2 separate regions of the Oryzias latipes genome follow, and region 2 is linked to region 1. The links are chromatin contacts, called in public Hi-C maps. All regions are on one chromosome and are shown on one strand. The core of a region is the stretch at or near the end of the contact, and the rest is flanking DNA. Distances in the headings are between cores, read along the strand shown. Region 1 holds the start of ngef (ephexin-1). Region 2 holds the start of omg (oligodendrocyte-myelin glycoprotein).

Evidence for each region. Hi-C and Micro-C count contacts between places; a contact is called where the count stands out from the background.
Region 2: a contact with region 1 is called in a Hi-C map of gastrula embryo, with 2.5 times the contacts expected there. The contact joins the promoter of omg here to the promoter of ngef in region 1. A contact is called at or near these places in 2 of 5 Hi-C or Micro-C datasets (embryo and gastrula embryo).

Annotation. Positions count from the first base shown.
Region 1 is chr13:30,555,188-30,558,932 of ASM223467v1, reverse strand. ngef (ephexin-1) reads right to left here and starts at 2,364. Exons shown (of 15, transcript XM_023961609.1): 1 at 1,740-2,364. The coding sequence starts at 1,959.
Region 2 is chr13:30,744,917-30,748,950 of ASM223467v1, reverse strand. omg (oligodendrocyte-myelin glycoprotein) reads left to right here and starts at 2,055. Exons shown (of 7, transcript XM_023961966.1): 1 at 2,055-2,422. It overlaps nf1 (neurofibromin), which reads right to left. Exons shown (of 58, transcript XM_023961964.1): 41 at 3,024-3,303; 42 at 1,812-2,026; 43 at 1,522-1,583; 44 at 1,303-1,444.

The DNA.
Region 1 (3,745 bases), core at 1,115-3,614:
ATTAAAACCTTAAAGCTCTTTCGGTTCACACAACTAAAAAGGATTTTGCAAATTGGTCAGTCGTGTTAAACTAGGGTGCAAACAGTTTAAGCATAAATACAAAGGGGTCTTCAAGCTATGACAATAAAGCTTTATCTTATCTTATCTTATCTTATCTTAGCTTAGATTATACTGGAGCATTTGCAGTGTGGTGTCAGACGATAAAATAACAAAATCGAAAAATAAGGAGAATGTTCTGCTGTATGTTTGGGTTTCAGGTGCCAGCATAAGGACTAGATAAGCGTCAATTCCTTTTGACTCTCTTCCAAGCATGTGATGATGTCAGAGTCAATGTTTGTGATAGTATTTTATGAATAGTTCTATGGCTGAGTATTGGTGCAATTTTGTGCTAATATGTAGCTTCTTTGTTGTGCTTGCACAACCTCATTGTCTTTTTTGTTTTTTAAATTGTTTAGATACTTGGAAATAATAATCAATTTAGGTCTATTCATGCAAAATGTTGCATGTTTTCATCTATTTTTAGGATTTACAATAGGTGTTTTTTCTGGATGTGACAGCCTGGTTTGGCACATGTCAAAAGGCGACAGGGCCTTCCAGTTCCATCTGCACCTCCACTCAGCAGCAGAGAAAGCCCTCAGACATCCTCTTTTAATGTCACACTCTGCTCCTTTTACTCCTCACGGCCTGCTTCTGATTGTTTCACTCACATGGCCGTCATGGGATCAGTGGAAGAGCTCCAAGACTTGGGAGAGCCCTGAATCAAGTCTTTAATCTGCAACCTAAAGCAACGACTGCCCCTCTCCTTCCATCCTTTTATTCATTCCAGCGAGGTACGCAAGGTGACTGACTGGGCCCAGAAGAACACCGGCACCACCCTGCCCACCTAGAGGACATCACCAGCCCCCAGCATCTTAGTAGGGCCAAAAACATCATCAAAGACTCCCTCCATCCCAACCACCGTCTGCTTCAGCTGCTTCCCTCAGATCTCACAAGGCCTGCACCAACAGACTAAAGAACAGTGTTTTTCCCCTAAAACAGTCAACCGGCTGAACAAAATACAGACTATTGAAAACAGAAAAAAACACTGTGACATCTGTGTGATTACCATACTTGTGAAATGTTTGGTTAAGGAAGTCCAATGTATAGAATGCATGTGCAATGCATGTTTTTTAATTTACATATTTTTGCTCTTTTTTATAGTTTACATTTACATTTTAGATTATTTCAATCCTTAATAGTATATATTCTTTAAAACACGTGGAGAACGACGCCATTTTTTATGGTATCACAATCTTCATTGTACAACAATGACAATAAAGATATTTCTGATTTTATTATTCTTTATCAAAGCTTTTATTTTTAACAATATACAGAAGTGCTTTGATGTTTTTTTATAATATAAAATGAAAAGGGATTCATTAGTGAAACTGGTTATCATTCTTAGTGTCTTAATGGCTGTAATTTAATGTTTGTCATGTTTGATTAGTTAAGTATTAAAGTATTGACGCCTTGATTCTGACCAAAGTCTAAGCTGTGTTGCATTCACTGAGACTGGGGGAACACAGCACTCAGAGTGTGTGAGCCCCGCTGACAGTCATGTGATGCCCTGCAATCTCACACTCACTTCCATAATCAGTTTCTCCCTGACCAACCAGTCTGATGGCAGTTTCCTTTGGAAGTATCAGTATGAAACAGCAGCGCTGATGTGGCTCAGCTGAAACCAAACAGCACAGTCTTACTGTCAGTCTGCTCGGTGTTGCCTGCCGTCTTCTTCTTCCTCATGGAGCGGTAGAAGCGCGAGTTCCTGCGGATGGGCTCTCGGCTGAATCCGGTAGCAGAGTCTTCATCTTCATCATCTACATTGCGACTGTTCTGGACCACCTCTGTCACCCGCTGCTTGTTCGGGGCTTCCTGTGCTTTCTGTCCCCACTTGCTCCGGAATAAAGCTATCACAGACATGACAAGACTCCTGTCCCCGTTTCACTTTGGAAATATTGACTTGATCTGGAGGAAGCTGATACAGAGATTGTTGTCCTAACTATCCGTAATCCAGGAGCAAATCCATGTTTTGGAACGGAAAGTTGTGGACGAAAGCAGGTCCAAAAGCTGAGGTCAGCCAGACGTCAGGATCGATGAGCGCTGTAAAAGGCAGGACTGTGGGCACTGTCGGTGGCTGAACTGTAATCACTGGATTTATGACTGCGTATCTTTGTCCCTCCTCTCCGGGTTTCTCTCAACACACCCAGTCACACTGCAACATTCCTGAGCTGGTTGGGCCCTGACAGTGCAGCTGTCGTGGAACCGGAAAAGCCACCTGTTTCAGAAAGCATCCGCTCACATCCATGTCTGCCTCTCATCCCTGAACCTGCCGTTTGTGCCCTGGGCTGAATCCCACTGTCATGAGTGCAGTGTTTACAGAGCAGCTCAGTCAGGGCCCCTGCTGCAGTTTGATCTGGAGTCAGCTGACCGCAAGAGTTTAAAGTTCACATTATCCCACAGCGCTGAAGCTGAGACATGCAGCTCCACTCACTACCACAAAAGCACTTTGACTTTTTGTCATTTAGTTGAGTTTTGGTCAGACACTAACTCATCACTGCTCACAAATGAGGAGACAGGGCCTTTAGAGAATTGAAATGCAGTAATTGCAAAGCATTTGTAGCTTTTGTTCTGCTTCTGCCAGAATGTGATGAAGCGTGACCTTTGCACAGGAGATGAAGCTTGTAACTCTGCTGCATGTTTGTGACAAGCGGTGACCCTGCCCAGCCTCACTTCCCTCAAGGAGAGGACTCTACTGTTCCAAGCACAGAGGGCTTATCACAGTCTTTAGAATGAATAGATTCGAGTTCATTTTTGGCAAATTGTTGTGGAAAAGAAATCTGATGAAAACTTTAATGAAAAAACCTTTGATTCCTGGACTTCTGGGACAAAAAGAGTCCTTAATGTTGTTTATGAAGATGTGAAATCAGATTTACTTTTTTTTTTCTTCCAGCAACAACCCCACCTGCAAACTTTTTTGTGTTTGACACTGAAGACAAAGTTCTGTAATGATTTTCTGATATCCCGTTTTTAAATCCAGCTCAGCGTGAGTGGAACTTGTAAACATGGATCATCGTTAACGTCTACAGGCAAAGGGACACCCGTGTCAGCTCACATTTGCTTGATTTACCATGATTCTCATGATACGAGACCCATTAAACCCTCTGAGAAAAAAACTGGAAGAATACAGAAATCTGTGAGTTTTCTTGTTGGTGGGATCGTTTTCCAGCGGTTGAGAGGTGCTGATTGCTGCTGCTGATGGAACAGCAGAGATCCTCTGTTGGCATTTTTGGCTTCTTTCACTGTTTGTGTCTGCAGTAAAGGCATTTGCAAAAAAGAAACACACAGAAGCTTTGAACACACAGAAGTTAAGACACAATCAGATGCATCCATCCGTTTTCTTAACGCAGTACATCCCTTTGGGGGGTTGCCAGAGCCTGTCCTAACTACTGTTGGGCGAAGGCGGGGCACACCCTGGACAGATTGCCAGGCTGTAGCAGGAAAAACAATGACTCCCACATGCACACTTTAGGGCAGGGGTTGCCAACCCCGGTCCTCGTGGGCTGCCGCCCTGCTTGTTTTGCAGCCAACCCTGCTTCAGTAGATGCTGATTAGCTGGATTGAATCAGCCCAGTTTCTGATTGACTGAACACCCTGATCCAGCTGAGCAGCAATTACTGAAGCAGGGTTTGCTGCTGAGCAAGCTGGG
Region 2 (4,034 bases), core at 806-3,305, 190 kb before region 1:
CAGGCGAGGTGCCGGTTCATCTCAAACACGTCTATCGTTGCATTTTCCCCACGTATTTTCAGTGTGTCTAAAACTAATGTTGTTTTTGCCCGCACGTGTTTAAAGTTCAAGCCCCGTTAGCTGTCACGCATGTAGGTGTGGGACATTTATTCTCCTCAGCTGACCCGACTCCCGCGGGACGGGAGCGGTGTGCTGCCGTAACCCGTTTGATGCGCCGCCGTAACCAAAACCTAAACCTTCCTCCGGGTCTGTGTGGCCCAGAGAAAAGTTCAGCACGGACTGCATGTATGTAGAAAATTACGAGCGAATAAATACGTTCTAAAGGAAAGTAAGGAACTTCTTAATGTGGCCCGGGGAGGGAGGGGGCTGTCAGGTTTCCTGCTTTCAAGCCCTGTCATTGTCCCGCCCCCAAGAGTCATTTACCCCACTGTGATTAGTTGGTCAGCTCCGTGCACGACAATGAAAAAGTGTCATTCATACAAACTGGCGGGTTGCAGTTACATTAAACCTTCATATTAAGGCGGGGACCGCAAAATATCATCTTGGGGGCAGCAAATAGCCCGCCGGCCGCGAGTTTGAGACCCCTGCTGTACACTCTGGCACTGGTACACTAGCCGCAGGTCGGAAGAACGAATCAATAGTTCGCTTACCCATAGCTCAGACGCACATATCAGGTTGTGATATTTGTCTCAGTTTCCTTCCCACAGATGTTTACGCGCGCTCGATTATCTCTAGGCCCCGCCCCCTCCACGCATTTTAGCCACTCACAGTGGCTTTCCCTATTCTTCTCACACGCAGTGGCCGCCTCACACACAGGTATCACGCGAGAGTGTACGTGCTCGCGTTTCATGAGTATGTGCGCGAGTGTGTGTGTCTGCCTGCGTCCGTGTGGCTTGCGTCTCATTGATTATTTCATTGATCATTGACGTGCCCCTTCCACGTTTAATGTATAAAAAATACGAAGGGTGGGGGAGGCAAATTTACTGGTCGCACATGTGCGACTGGATGTAAAATTCAGTCGCACACTCTCAAATTTTGGTCGCAAAATGCGACCAATTGCTCGCAGTCTGGAGCCCTGCCAAACGTTTTTTTCATATTTGGATGGATGTGGCGCAGATGGAGGAAGCCTTCGTTTAGTCTGGGAACAAACTCCTATGCAAAATAAACATCACATTGCAGGAGAATATGGGTCGCTTCAGACTGTTAATGAATCATGTGATGCGCTACTCTCTCATTGGTTCGAGACCACACAGAGCGTGTGCGTCACGGATGGCGTCATGGGTGAGAACAGAAGCGACTCACCCGGTCTATGCTGAGCAGCGGGCTGGCTTTACTCAGGATCCGGATGATCTGCTTGATCTGGCTGTGGGTCACCCTCTTGCTGATGCAGCCAAACACCACCAGCGCTCGGGGCTGCAGGGACGGGTTGTACTGGAAGGCAAACCTGCCGTCCAAACACACACATTTGTAGACCTTTGGCATATGCACTGCAGAAACAGAAGATGAGGGAGAGGTTCGTACTTCTGAGCCAACTCTGTCCACTGGTCCAACCACTTGCAGGAAGGGATGTCCCGCATACAGGCCTGGAAGACATGGACACATCAGAAACCAGAGCAGTGGACACAGGAGACCAGGAAATGTCGACGTTTGGACAAACGGGTCACAATCGGCTGTTCTCTGATGCTTCATTCCTGGAAGAGCTGCTGTGTCTCCGGCTCTCAAACCAACAAAACACGTCAAATCTGACACATTGACCTCTGGTATGACCGCCCACGCCAGTGACATCACAACATGAGGGAGGGGTTACAGACCTCCATGATCTCCAACAGGGCCTCGGTGACCGTCTCCAGTGAGGACAGAGCAAACGTCTCTCTCTCGTAGGACCCCGGGGAAAAGGAGCGGTCTCTGTAGCTGGAGCGGAAGGCGATGACGGCGGCCGACTTGACTTTGCTGATCCCAAAGAGCAGGTAGAACTTGGGCAGCGAGAACTCGGTCAGGCTGAGCCTCAGGACCTGCTTCGTCTCCTCTGTGACCATCACAAGAGCAGAAAGCATCGTCAGACAGAAAAGTCTCCAACAAAGAATTGTGTTTGATGCACGGACAGACTTGGACATGAGGACCTGCTGAACGTGGTGTTGTTGAGTTTTATTGAATGTGTGTCTGTGCATTTGAACACAGACCTGGACACAATGCCCTTTTGTGACTGTGCTGCTTGTCCTTCAGCTTAAACTGACTCATTCCACGGACTGGGTGAATACTTGATTCTGATTGGCTGCTGGGTGTGCATTAAAAAGTGATAATCCACAGTGATAACCGCATGTCTAAAAAAAGAAGTTCTGGTCACATATCTTAAATGTTCTGTATCACCGCTACGGCTTCTTTAGAACAACCTTTATCTTCATCATCTGGACAAAAACAAGTGGTAAGAGAAGAACTTTCTCTCTGAATGATGCTTTATTGAACCATCGTGACCGTCAGCATAGATATCGCGTTGCTTTGTTGCTGCAGTCCAGGTCCGTGCCGGCTCATTCGGCGCCTTGTAGTGTTAGCGTGACACTACGCCGCACCCCCTAACAAATAGTCCACTTTTTGTGAAAAAAAAGATCCAAACAAAAAAAATAAATAACAAGAATAAAGGACTAAAAACTGGCTAAATACTTTTCTCTTTTGTAAGTGATCATGGTATAAGTAGGTGTAACCCTGGTGCTATCCTAGGCACTTTAACATTGGGAGTTGGGTCATCTAGATCCACTAGACAGTGCTCTGAACCTTTTTTCTTCAATGATTGTGATCTTCACTGGTGTCCATGGATGTCATGGTAGGAATAACACGTCAATGTGAGCATCGGGTCATCTGGACCCCATAGAATAGCACAAGGGTTAATGGCTGACGAAGTGTGCATTATTAGAATGAATGCATGCTGTGGAAGCCTGAACCGTCCAACGTTAATTCCTCATAATGAGCACTTCGTGGCCATTGAGCATTACTTCAAGCTGTAAAAGGCTGCCTGGCTGAGTCCTTACCACTGAAGTTGAGCTGTGAGCACGTGCAGAGGGAGTGGATGATGTTTATGACTAGGCCGTGAGTGGACGCCCTCAGGGACAGCGGCCCTGTGGCTACGAGCAGGGTCACCACGTGGAACAGGTATGGCAGGTGTGCTGCCACATCCAGAGAGTTGTTGAAGGACAGCATGAGCATGTAGCGTGCAAGGATGGCGATGTCGTCCCACATTAGGTGCTGCTCCAGGGTTGGCGTTGGCGACAGGCAGGTCTTGTCGATGATCTTACACATGCGCCCGATAACCTGTCCCGGGCAAGAGCACAGGAGCACAGTTTTAGAGCCAAGCGCTTGGCCCTGAAACACTGAATGATGGGGCCGTATAAACGAATAAGACCTGCATCTGTAAAAAAGGAGCTAAGCAAGAATACAAGCAGGCTGCTGTAGTAGGTCTCACCAGTTTCTCAGTTCAATAAAAGCCTCCAATAAAGGAAGGAAAAGGGTTTGAATACAGTTTTGTACTATAACCTCTGTAACAGATTTCAGGATATCTGAACAAAGAGAAATAATGCATTTTCAGAAGTACACTCCAGTATGACAGGAATTCTGATGTGGCCAACTGATAAGAGCACCTCAAAAGCCAAGAACGGCTACCTTCTTTTATTTCCCTATATTCTCGTGAAAACGACATCTACAATGTCGTTATCAAAAGAAAACACGTCCTTTTCCCAAGGACACGCAGTCCTTCCAGCCAGATCCTTCTGTAACCGTGTAGACGGCCTGACCCCGTCATCTGGTCACTAATGGATTGACACCAACAGCAGGACTGAACTGCAGCCGTCTGCGCAGCTGCAGCTGGGCAAACCTCCTCAAATGACGATTCTTCTGTTATTCGACTCTTTCTCTGGCAAACTGCTTTGTTTTGCTGCAGATTGCAGGCAAAGCTGTGTGGCTGTTGGGGTTTGCTGATGTTTGTGGTTCTGGAGCTCAGTGGACGAATCAGGCAGAGATGCTTGGTGGGCCTGGACTCTGTCATT